Linked DNA regions of Mus musculus: regions 2, 3 and 4 are each linked to region 1. The links are chromatin contacts, called in public promoter capture Hi-C maps. All regions are on one chromosome and are shown on one strand. The core of a region is the stretch at or near the end of the contact, and the rest is flanking DNA. Distances in the headings are between cores, read along the strand shown.

Evidence for each region. Promoter capture Hi-C pulls out the DNA fragments that hold promoters and counts their contacts.
Region 2: a contact with region 1 is called in a promoter capture Hi-C map of liver, with 2.2 times the contacts expected there. The contact joins the promoter of Ddx31 here to the promoter of Agpat2 in region 1. A contact is called at or near these places in 3 of 39 promoter capture datasets (liver and pre-B cells).
Region 3: a promoter capture Hi-C map of liver shows a contact between it and region 1, with 2.9 times the contacts expected there. The contact joins the promoter of Gfi1b here to the promoter of Agpat2 in region 1. A contact is called at or near these places in 2 of 39 promoter capture datasets (both in liver).
Region 4: a contact with region 1 is called in a promoter capture Hi-C map of liver, with 4 times the contacts expected there. The contact joins the promoter of Tsc1 here to the promoter of Agpat2 in region 1. A contact is called at or near these places in 3 of 39 promoter capture datasets (liver and pre-B cells).

The regions. Positions count from the first base shown.
Region 1 is chr2:26,603,036-26,605,881 of GRCm38.p6, reverse strand. It overlaps Agpat2 (1-acylglycerol-3-phosphate O-acyltransferase 2 (lysophosphatidic acid acyltransferase, beta)), which reads left to right and starts at 1,465. Exons shown (of 6, transcript NM_026212.2): 1 at 1,465-1,853. The coding sequence starts at 1,672.
Region 2 is chr2:28,838,741-28,841,772 of GRCm38.p6, reverse strand. Ddx31 (DEAD/H box helicase 31) reads right to left here and starts at 1,367. Exons shown (of 20, transcript NM_001033294.3): 1 at 913-1,367. The coding sequence starts at 921. It overlaps Gtf3c4 (general transcription factor IIIC, polypeptide 4), which reads left to right and starts at 1,413. Exons shown (of 5, transcript NM_172977.3): 1 at 1,413-1,890. The coding sequence starts at 1,546.
Region 3 is chr2:28,620,607-28,623,361 of GRCm38.p6, reverse strand. It overlaps Gfi1b (growth factor independent 1B), which reads left to right and starts at 1,380. Exons shown (of 7, transcript NM_008114.3): 1 at 1,380-1,513. It overlaps Gm52548 (a long non-coding RNA gene), which reads right to left. Exons shown (of 2, transcript XR_003954006.1): 1 at 2,450-2,755; 2 at 1,159-2,109.
Region 4 is chr2:28,639,637-28,642,501 of GRCm38.p6, reverse strand. Tsc1 (TSC complex subunit 1) reads right to left here and starts at 1,269. Exons shown (of 23, transcript NM_022887.4): 1 at 1,212-1,269.

The DNA.
Region 1 (2,846 bases), core at 216-2,715:
ACCAAACCAAACAAAAAACCTTAAAAACATAAACCAATACGCTAAATGAATAAATAAAAAGGACACCAGGTTGGTTAGAATTAAAAGGCAGGAAGGACTCAGCATACATTCCTGAGGGGGCTGCAGAGCTGTGAGGACCTGATGCCTTGGAGATCTCAGCTGGGATCCTAGCAGCCCCGTAGCACCCCTCTCCCCCCCCCCCTTCTCTCCAAGCATATCTGGGTCTTCTACCAGAGAAGCTGAAACCCTGCAGCTCACCCTGCCTGCAACCTCATGAGCACAGAAGCCTGAAGCTGGAGTGACTCCTGGTGGTTCCTTACCCACCCTGGCACAGCTTTGGCCCTGCTTTAAAAGCTAAGCACAGGGCTGGCGAAATGGCTCAGCCGGTAAGAGCATTGACTGCTTTTCCGAAGGTCCTGAGTTCAAGCCCCAATAACCACATGGTGGCTCACAACCACCGGTAATGAGATCTGACACCGTCTTCTGGTGTACAAGCAGGGATTGAGGGAGCAGAGTTGACCAGAGTTGAGTGGGCTAACCGGAGCGAGCAGGGGTCCTAAAAATTCAATTCCCAACAACCACATGAAGGCTCACAACCTATAGCTACAGTGTACTCGCATACATAAAATAAGTCTAAAAAAAAAAAAAAAAGCTAAGCACAGTTATATAGGTAGATATTAAAATTATCATCTCTCCGGATCTGAGAAAACCAGAGATTCTCTCAGAATGCCTGGATATAGGGGAGCCTGTGGGCACATTAATATCTACAGCCATCGCTGAGTTCCACACCTAGGTGCAGACCAACCTCACCAAAAAAGAAGCTAGATGCATTTTGTCACTGACATCTGCTCTGAGAACATGATCAGGAAGGATGTATATGGCTGGCCTGCAAGCCCAAGGCTTCTTACTACAAGTGTCCCAGTGAGCACCAACTACAGGCTGGCGGTTAGAACACAGTGCGCATGGGAACACAATCGCCTGATCCACACTGCTGGCCGGGCATCAGAAGGTCCCCGGTGCCACATTACCCCAGAGACACCCCCACTCCAAAACTCTCACTACTCCTTCTGCCTCCCCCAGCTCGTTGCATCATGGGAATAGGGCTTCAGTCTCCCTGCTCAAGGGAACCTAAAGGGCCCAGGCCACCAGCCAGGTGGCCTAGTCAGGTAACCATTGGTCACTCAGTAGCCGGTCAATGGTCCTTTGTGTGGTGACAAGACTGGCATAATGGGCACGTCTTAGGTCGGTTGCACACCCTTAGGGAGCTGCGGTGCCAGGCTGGGGACTTGTGGCCGCAAGCCCCGGTGCAGGGGCGTGGGAGGCAACGCCAGAGCCCAGGCCACCCGGCAGCTCAGAGATGGGAGCCGCGGGACGAGTGAGGGAACCTCAATGTCCTGCCGCAAGGGGCAGGGTGGCAGGGAGGGGCGGGGCGGAGAGGGTGACACCCGAAGGGCCGAGGGAGGCGGGGTCCGCGTCCAGGACGCGGCGGGGCGGAGCGGGGCGCGATGCCCCCCGGCAGGGCCAGGCCCGGAGGGGCGGGAACAGGGCGGGACGGCCGCACCTAGCTCTGGGCTTCCAGCCTGGCCCGCCCTCTACCCTCGGCGCTCCTCAAAAGGGGCGCGGGCGGCGGGTGGAGGGCGGCGGCGCCGTCGGGGCTGGGGTGCGGCCGCCATGGACCCGTGGCCATGGCTGACGGCGGCGCTGCTGCTGCTGTTGCTGCTTGTGCAGCTGAGCCGCACAGCCAGGTTCTACGCCAAGGTCGGTCTCTACTGCGTGCTCTGCCTGTCCTTCTCCGCCGCGGCCTCGATCGTCTGCCTGCTGCGCCACGGCGGCCGCACCGTGGATAACATGAGGCAAGGGGGCCGGACGCCGGGATGGGCGCGCGCTTCCGCTTTCCTAACTTCTGAGCTCCTCGCGTTCTTTCCTTCCTGCCCCGCCCGCCCCGCCGTCCCCACGGTCCGGAGCCTCCGACGACGCGGCTTCCCGTCCCAGGGGCGCGTGTCACGATGTGCGCCGCTTGTAGGGCTCGGCCCTGCGGCGCCCCCTGCGCGCAGCGTGGAGTGTCGGGTTTGCGCGCGCCGCTAGCTTTGGGAGAGGGAGGGGGCCGAGCGAAGGTGGGACAGGCCCAATCCCACTTTCACCAGCAGGGAAACCGAAGCCTAGCCAGGCTTCCGGTCCGTGCTTCCACCTCTCTGCCGGTTAGAAGACACCTGTGCCCAGGTTGTAGCCACAGGTTCTCCTTGTCATTAACTTCCTCTTCTGGGGGGTGGGGGCCGAACTGTCTTTGGACCTGGCTTGCTAGCAATAAAGGAAGGAGGCTGTGGCCAGAATCCTCCTCTGCCCATCTCCCAGAGCAGGGAAGCTTAGTGGACAAGCAAAAGGTACAGGTATGGAGATCAGGCTAGGTTGTCCTGCAATGGGGGCTGCCCGAGAGAAAAAGCCTCTAGTCCTTTCTCCCTGTCCACACTCCCAGGAGACTGTTGCTACATTTCTTTCTGCCCCATTTGGACTGCTGAGAGGGTGGGTTTTGCAATGTCCTGGCCTTGGCCTTGCCTGGGTGTTTCGGACCTTGTGCCCCTGAAGCCCCTCCTCCCCCGCGGTAGTTACAAGGACTGTGAATGATGGTTTCCTGACTCTCGGCTGTATCTGGTCGTCTTTGGGGTTAGGATGCTGTCCTGACCAGCCATATTTTGTGGGTCCCAGCCCTCATTTCTCAGGTGCTTATAGTGACTATCCAGTGTCCCAGGGAGCAGACATGCAGAGGAGACCCTTGCACAGAAGACAAGGGTGCCCTAGCTATGCACTTTTCACGGTGCATAGAACAGGGTGGGGAGGCCTGCTCCCCA
Region 2 (3,032 bases), core at 118-2,617, 2.2 Mb before region 1:
TCCCATTGGAGTCTCATAACAATCTTCTATAAAACAAATTCGTGTTCCTATTTATGGATAGGAGAGACTAACTCCCCCCAAGTCACATAGACTACTGTATTCCAAAGCTGACATCTATACCAGCCCAGGTCTACCCTACAGTAAATCCTATGCCCTCTCCTCCACTATCCGGAGGGTTGTCTGTATTTCTCCTCCCACATAGTTTCAACTATACCAATGGCTTGCTGAAGAGTCCTTACTCATCACCTTCTAAGCTTAATAAGGTCCCTCCTTCCTTCTACCAAGGTGCAACTAGGCAGTGGGTGTGTTAGTCAAAGGAGTTTAAAAGCATTGGTTGACCTGAAACTGGCTGGGCAATTTGTATTTCATTATTATCTTTTGGGTGAGGGGGATGAAGCCTCCTATCACATCTTCCCACTTTCAAGAAGATAAACCAGCAACCCTAAAACCATCTTTTTGCTGTAAGAGTCACTTTTCTCCTCTCGAGGGAACGGATACGTGGATGAAAACGTCCCGTTTAAAAGCTCAAAGAACCGAGTCCAGTCTCCATTCCTAACAGAAGTGACCCTTCCTGCCAGCAGAAGACCTGGCTCCCGACAGTTAAGACCTCATGTCTCAGGCATTATTTTCCAGCTTGGATACACCCAGCCTCCAATCCTTATGCTGACTAGTCCCCCGTCCCGTCCCCCCCTCCCCCCAGCTAGTCTCAAGAACTTGACTAGTTACTACAGCCTGCAATTCTAACCTAAGTTCTCAGACAATCTCAGGAGCCCGCCGGTCTCTTGCTCCCAAGGCGGGGTTCCCCGCTCGTTCACGTGTTTCCGAGAGCAGCCCGGCAGCCCCTCTGGACATCTTAAAGAACTCGACCGGACCTGATCACTGTGGCACCTCCCGGGCTGGGGTTGCACTCACCCGCTTCATCTGGACCTGAGTGCGTCCGAAGCACGTCCTGGAAGGCCGGTCAGGCAAAGTGCTGCAGACAGTAGCCAAAGCCCAAGTGCGGAGCCGCGGAACCAGCAGGGAGCCCAGGTAGCACGTGGAGAGGGAGGATCTTCGCAACTATCGCCGGTCCGCCGCCGCCCCTTCCGGGTCCGGGAGCCGGGACGGCACGCACCGGCGGGAGACAAGAGGCCTCACACGCCTCCGAAACCGGAAGAGGCCGAGCGCCGCCCACCCAGCAGGGTCTCCTTTAGCCACCACGCTGGTCTTCTCAGCTTTTCAGTCACCCACGGAGGCTCACTCTCCCGTGGGCTCTTAGTCGGACCTAGCACCCAGTGTCTAGGAAAGGGACTCTCTGAAGCGCCCACCTTCTCCGCGTGTCTGCAGGCGCGCCTCGGGTCAGCCCTACCGGAGCGCACTTTCCAGACAGGCAGCTCCACGGCCATCTAGCAGGGTGGCGTTGCCTAGCAACGACGGGGTCCTTTCTGGCTCGGTGGCGCTCGGGGCCTGCGGGGAGTGAACGGGCGCGGAGGGCGCTGGGAGAGGCCGGGGCAAGGTGGCGAGCGTTCAGTGTGCCGGTAACCCGACCTCCTCGCTCCTAGTAAGATGAGCGAGGCGGACCAGGCCCTGGTGGGGCCCAAGGCCGACGAGCCCTCGCCGCCCGCAGAGGAGAAGGACGAAGGGGGCGGGAAGGAGGCGGCTGCCGACGCGGCCCCCGGGCCCAGCGCCTCGTTTCGCCTCATGGTGACTCGGCGGGAGCCTGCCGTGAAGCTGCAATACGCGGTGAGCGGGTTAGAGCCGCTCTCCTGGTCTGAGGACCACCGCGTGTCTGTGTCCACGGCTCGCAGCGTCGCCGTGCTGGAGCTTATCTGCGATGTGCACAACCCAGGCCAGGATCTGGTGATCCACCGCACCTCGGTACCCGCACCTCTCAACAGCTGCCTCCTCAAGGTAAGTCGCCTCCACCGCTTCTCCCGCGGACGCGCCACGGATCCCAAGGGAAGCTGGCCTGCACCCGGCTCTAGGATTCCATGTGCATCCAACTCTTAATGAAGGGGCTAGCCTCGCCGCAGCTTTTAAAAAGTCGTGCAAGCGTCTTCACTGTTCCTAGACACCCCCGCCCCCCCAGCCAGGATCCGCTATCCATTCCTTCATTACTGGTGGATGGAACAGTTAGAGCCGTTAGCCCCGGGATTTCTGGAACTCTTGTGACTCCACCCCGCAGCTGACCCAACCCCTGACCTGTCTACCGTTGCTCCTATTGTCTGGGGCCAACTCCCCAGGCCCTGGGCTGGCTTTGTGTTTTCATTCTGTAATGCAAGCGCCCTCCTCTCGCGCCACTTTTGCTTTGAGAAGAAAAACTGATCTATTTCGTTACCTGTTTGACGGTTTCATTGTGAACGGTCCTTGTGTCTCCTTGGGTAGACAGCTCTTAAATCTGGAAGTGTGATGAAAAATAAAACCTCGGAGAGCATCAGGTGCTTAGACTTCCAAGTCCAAGGTCTCTGTAACTCTATAAATTTACTGCCTTCAACTTCATATAACCCAAGTTTGCTCCTGAACTGTAGAGTTTCTAATTTTTGTTGTATTAATGTAACCATTTTCAAACATGGTTTACTTTAGTGAGCGATGTTCCTTTTCATAGTCTATAAATGTAAAAACTTACTTTTATTTTATTTATACCTTCTGTATGTATATGCAGTAGGTAATCTGTCAAAGTGGGTGTGTGTCAAGTGAGTAGGTGCCCAATGGAGTCTGGGATAAATCAGAGTAGAGACAGCCCCTGCCCTCAAGGAGGTTATTTATCCTTTGGCAGGTCATGAACAAATAATGTAGTCTTAATATCATGGTGTGCTATAAAGCTATACACACGTATAACAGTATGCTTATTTGAAAGTAAAGTTTTTCCATACTCTTCTAGACAGCCATTCCAAATCCAGGTGATTAATCACGGGTACCATTTGAGTAGCCTGAGCTCTTTTTAGCACACTTGATTCAAATTTCAAACACACTGTTGATTTGGATAATATGTTTATTTATTTTTTTTTTATTTTATTTGGTTTTTGTTTTTTCGAGAAAGGGTTTCCCTGGCT
Region 3 (2,755 bases), core at 131-2,630, 2.0 Mb before region 1:
GACGTTTTATAAAGAGAGAACAAGGCTGGGTGTGGTGGCGCACACCTTTAATCCCAGCACTTGGGAGGTAGAGGCAGGCGAATTTCTGAGTTCGAGGCCAGCCTGTTCTATAGAGGGAGTTCCAGGACAATCAAGGCTACACAGAGAAACCCTGTCTCGAAAGAGAGAGAGAGAGAGAGAGAGAGAGAGAGAGAACAAGGGCTGGGTGTAGCTGTCTCCTATCTGTGGCCACCAGTCTGGACCTGTGTCCCCTTGGGGAGTCTGTTGTGACCTCCGGCCGCTGCCACAGGGTTAGCCCCCTCAGCAGAAAGGCCTCAAACGAAACATCTCTTTTCTCTACACTTTGAACATTGGACTTGCAGTTTCAATCGGGGCTTCCTGTCCCGTGTTTGTTTTCTTTATGGGGGAAATGTAATCTCTCCAGTCCTGGCTGCAAGAGCATGCAAATCAGCTAACAGTGCTGTTTGGTGGAGTTCTCTCTGTATGCAAAACTTCCTGGAATAAATCAGTCATCCCCAAACGGGAGGAGGCCAAGGGGCAGAGCAGGGAAAAGAAAGTGGGGACCAGGGAATGGGGCTCTGCTCAAATGGGGTGAAATGCCCTGCGCTGGCCTGGGTACCCAGAGGGGCCCCCATTGACCTCTCTGTCTCTCATGCTGCCACTAGATGGCAGCACACGCCGGCCGTGGTACTTGGGTATTCAATCTGTACTTGAACTTTGCCAGGTACAGGTTCCAAGGCCCCCAAATTCACTACCTTGCTTTTTTTGTTGTTCTTCTACTCTGTCTATTTGTGGTTCTGCTGGTCTGTGGTTGTCTGGGGGAAACTCCATTTTTTTTTTTTTTTAAGAATGAGCTCAGTGGGAGACAGAATCCTGTTGGTTAAGAGTGATCTGTACTGGCCCAGGATCCAAGAGCTTTAAACACAGGGGCCCCTCTAATGCCTCAGCGAGAAAGTGTGTGATGGTGGAATCTAGGAGAGGAGAAGCAAGAGGAAGAAGGGAGAAAAAGAGGAGAGAGGAGGAGGAGAGGAAGGAGAGGGGGAAGAAAAGGAAGATGGATGGGGAAAGAAGAGAAAAGGGGAAGAGGGGGAAGGGAGGGAAAGAAGGAAGGGAAAGAAATAAAATCTAAAGCAAGGATGAGGGACTGTAAGTCAATGCTAGACTTTTACATTTTAATAAGTTAGCCACTCTCTTTCACCCAAATGCTACTGAAAGTTTCTGGAGAAATTTCCAGTGGGTTAGAAGCTTCTGTGAAGTTTTGATAAGCAAATGTGGCTGCACTTTCGCGCTCTGGTCATTGGCTGACGCTGCAGCCGCCAGATTTTGACACAAATAATCAGATTGAAAATCAGGGAGGGGAACAGAAGGGGGGCGGGAAACACAGAAACGAAAAGGAGAAGTGTCTGTCTGTGCAGAGACTCATAACGTTGACCGAGCCGAGAGCAGTCCCCAGGGACAGTGTGGAGGTTCGTGGCTCTCGGGCAGAACTCAGAAGAGGGACAGCTCCCTGACGGTGAGTGCTGCCAGACCCGTGCTGGCTGGGCTCCGCTGAAAAGTTCGTCCTGGGTGCCCAAGGCAGGGAGGGTGTCTGCTTCCCTTTAAGGTGAGAGGAAGAATACTGTGGTAGTCTCTCTTCTGGATGCAGTGCTCATCACCAGGGGAGAGAAGAAGGAAGGAACATGGACCAGTCCCGATACCCCAAGATAGCGCAAACACCGAGCTTTCCTCCTGCGAATTCTGTGAAACTTCATTGTAGGGGGCTAGGCTTCACCCAGATACACAAAGTCAATCCCCCCCTTCACACACACACACACACACACACACACACACACACACACACACACACACAGAGCACTTTTCTAGGGGCACCAGAGGAGCCCAAATTGGTGTCCCCCTGGGCTAGAGCTGCCCTGTGCCAGGATCTCAGAAGGGATTGGTAGCTCTGATGACCCTCTCAAAAGTTCCTGGAAGCACCGGGGAGGGGAGTCAGACACCCTTTCCTTGGGAATTTACTGAAGGGAAATGACAAGGTGAGGCAGACCACAGGATGATGGAGGGGAGGCACTGCCAAAGGCTCTTGGCTCCTTGAGCATCTGTAGCTCTTCTCACCTAGAGGAAAAGGTGAGTTTGAGTTGTGGTTTTCTTAGAAAACAGGGCTCATTGCAGAGATGCCCACGGATGGATGCTGTGGTCTGTGACTGGGTCCTGGGAAAGCCAGCATTTTTATGAGACTACTGTGGGGAAAGCCAAGTCACCCTAGCTGTGGAGTTGGACAGCCTGGGTACTGGCAGAGCTGTGCCTATCCACCTGTGCTCTTCCAAGTCTGCAAAGCCCTCCATCAGGAGAGGGGTAACATTTTGATTTGGGGGTCAACCTGTAGAAAGTCCCTCGGGGAGTTGGGTGGCTCTGGATGATTTAGGTCTGATGGAATCGCCCCAGTGGTGCTCACCATTCCCAGAACTTCAAAAAGGTGGGTGCAGGTCCCAGGTCTCCCTTCACCGGGGCACAGAGCCTGCTCGCAGGCAGAAATAGCAGGAGACTCCTCCGTCTGAAGGCGTTTGCATTGAATCCTTTCTGGTGTCAGTCCCAGCCGGCCGTGGGGAGTGTGGGGGCTGTTTGCCCAGTTTTGTTTCCATTGTGGTAAAACAAGTCCATAGAACTGACCTTTTTTTTTTTTTTTTTTTTTGCTTTTGAGTTACGTGGTGTTCTTCGGCATGGGCATGGGACGTACACTCTGGTCCCGACTCCTTCCTTC
Region 4 (2,865 bases), core at 20-2,519, 2.0 Mb before region 1:
AAGACATACAAACCAAATGCACCCTGTTCAAAATCTCTCACCACACACACACACACACACACACACACACACACACATATCCCTACCTTGGCCAAATGATTAACTACACTCACTTAATAATAGGCCACCTTTAATCAAATAACAGACAAATGGAACCAGTCGGACTTCAATTCCAGTGCTGTCTCAGAATAGGGGGGTGTGACCTTGGGCAAATTATTCCACTCTCTCCAGGCCTCAGTTTCTTCATTTAGAAAGGCTGCAGACTGCTTCTCCTTTGTCCAGAACCAAAGACAGGATGGCTACCAAGCACTTTCAATAGTGCTCGGTCACACAGGCACCCCCTATTCCCCCTCTCCAAAAAACAAAAAACAAAAAAAAAACAAAAAAAAAAACAAAAAAAAACGATAGTTGCGATTACTGGCCGACCACACTCCACGCCATCCCCACGTCTCTCTCATTCCAAATCCAACACGCGAGAAGCCAAACTCTTCTAACCCACAACACAAAGAAAGTGCTTGGGTTCTAAAAAAGGTGTCTGGGACCGCAGGCAGTGGGTCCTCCAGGTCCTCAAATGAATGAATGAGCGTTCAGCAGTGGCTGGGCAGGTAGCTGTCGCTAACGAGCACCTCTGCCGACTTGGAGGTAACTGTCTTCCAGCATCAATTAAACACCCACAAGTACACCCAGAGCCAAGCACTCGGCCGTGCACACTCTCCCCGAGACGGCGGGCGCCGGGCAGCCTCCAGTGCCCACAGGCGGCCTTCATTCATTCTCCACCCCCAGCCCCGGCGGCTGCAGTAGAGGCTCGAGCCGCGACCCCACCCCCGGGTCCCCGTGCCGGGCCCGGGGTCTCTGACCTGCGCGGCGCACCCCCGCGGGAGCCTGTCACCGCAGCAAGCGAGGGGGGCGGGTTAGCGGGGCCACCTCGGGCCCGGAGCTGCAGCCAGCCATGCCATCGGACGGAGCAGGCCCGCCTCAGCTCCCCGGGGCCCCAGCAGCCCAAGCCGAGCCCTGCCGGAGCCAGCGCGCGATGAGGGCGAGGAAGAAGCTCCCCGAACCCCCTTCCCCGGACCCCCGACTCGGCTAACGCGCTCCGCAGCGCCCCACAGCGTGAGGTCACGCTGCCAGAGCTGCCCCGAAAAGCCCACAAGGAAAAGAAGGGGAAACACCCCCCGTACTCACCCACCGTCTCCTCCCCCTCAGCTGTTTACCTCACAGTCCCTCCAGCCTACAGGGCGCCGCCATCTTGGACGCGCAGCACCTCCCCCTGGCGTGAAGCGTCTCGAGCGGCGGGGGCCTCCGCTATGAAAAAGAGTCCCTATTCGGGTCTCTACTACGCTCCGAGCCTAATGCCAGATGGCCAGAGTCTCAGCCTCTCCAGACAGGACAGGATATACCACTTATGACGATACAAGCTGGCCGAGATAAATAAAACCGAAAGAGATTTTAATGTGGAGGCGGGGACGGCGGAAGGATCGTGAAGGTGGGAGCCCACTGAGAGATCTTGTGACTCTGAAGGAGGCCGAAAGAAGTCCCGGCGCAGAGGGCGGAGCCACGAGACCGGCCGAGGGGTGGGGTGGGGAGGGGCGGCCACGTGATGGTGACAGGAGGCGCGCGCTCGGAACAAGCACAGTCAAAAACAAGCTGGCAGGGCTAGGCTCAGTGGAGAGCGCTGGCCCTTTCGAGCCAGGTCCCTCTGTCTTTGGCACACCTGCCACCTTTGGGGTCTCCCTGTAGGCGTTCCTATTTCCAAATGAGCCTCTGGGATCCCCTTGGATGGACAGCCTGTCAATTGCAGCAAAAAGGATGGGGCTTTCCCCCACCACCACTTTTTCCTTTGCAGAAGAGTCTGTGGAGTGACATGTAGAGGCCAGCCTTAGTCAGAGGATGCAGTTTATGTTGTAAAGTCAGAATACCTTGATTTACTTGCATGCCATGACAAGGTGTCAAGTCTTTTCAAACCTTGCCGGCTGTGGTGCAAAGCTTTTTAGAGGGATATCAGAATGTATATAGTTTTCATTTGCTGTTATTTTCCTTATTTGTATTATTTTTTTAATTAATTATGTATTTATTAAGGTTTTCCAAGACAAAGTTTCTCTTTATGCTTTGCCCATCCTGGAACTTGCTCTGTAGCCCAGGCTGGCCTGGAAGTCAAGAGAGTCTTCTGCCTCTGCCTAGCTTTAAAGGTGCTAGCTTTAAAGGTGTTCACCGCCGCAGCTGCCCCAGCAGCCGCCGCCACAACCACCACCACCACCTGGCATTGTGTATTTTTTGTTTTGGTTTGTTGTTGCTGTATTTTGTTGTTTTTTGGTTTGGGTTGGAGTTTGGGGTTTTATTATACTTAAACTTATATAATAAGACCCAGTGAAAGATGATAAGCGGAAGCTAGAGAAATGGCCTTGCCGTTAAGAGCATTTGTTGCTCTTACAGAGGACCAGGGTTAGGTTCCCAGAACCCAAATGGCAGCAGCTCCCAACTACCTATAACTCCAGTTCGAGGAGATGGCGCCCTCGCCTGGCCTTCTTGGGAACTAGGACTTCTCTCCTAAGCATACATCCAGGAGGCTCTCCTTGTCCTTAAGATAATTGAGTTTGTGTACACTCACCCCCAAATTGTAGTCTTTCAAGTCGTGTGCATTGCACGTTGGATAAGCCAGGGAAATTATTAACAAATAAGTATTTTGTGTGTATTTAGTGGTTGCTTTGTATTGAGAGAAAAGCTTTGAGGTGTGATTAAATCGTAAACTCTGATTCTATTTGGGAAAAACAGGAAAAAAGGTGCACTTAATCTCTAGCTAAAACAGCGTAATTTTTCAACTTTTACCCTAAAATTATAATTTCAAGATGTTTAGACATACTGTATCTT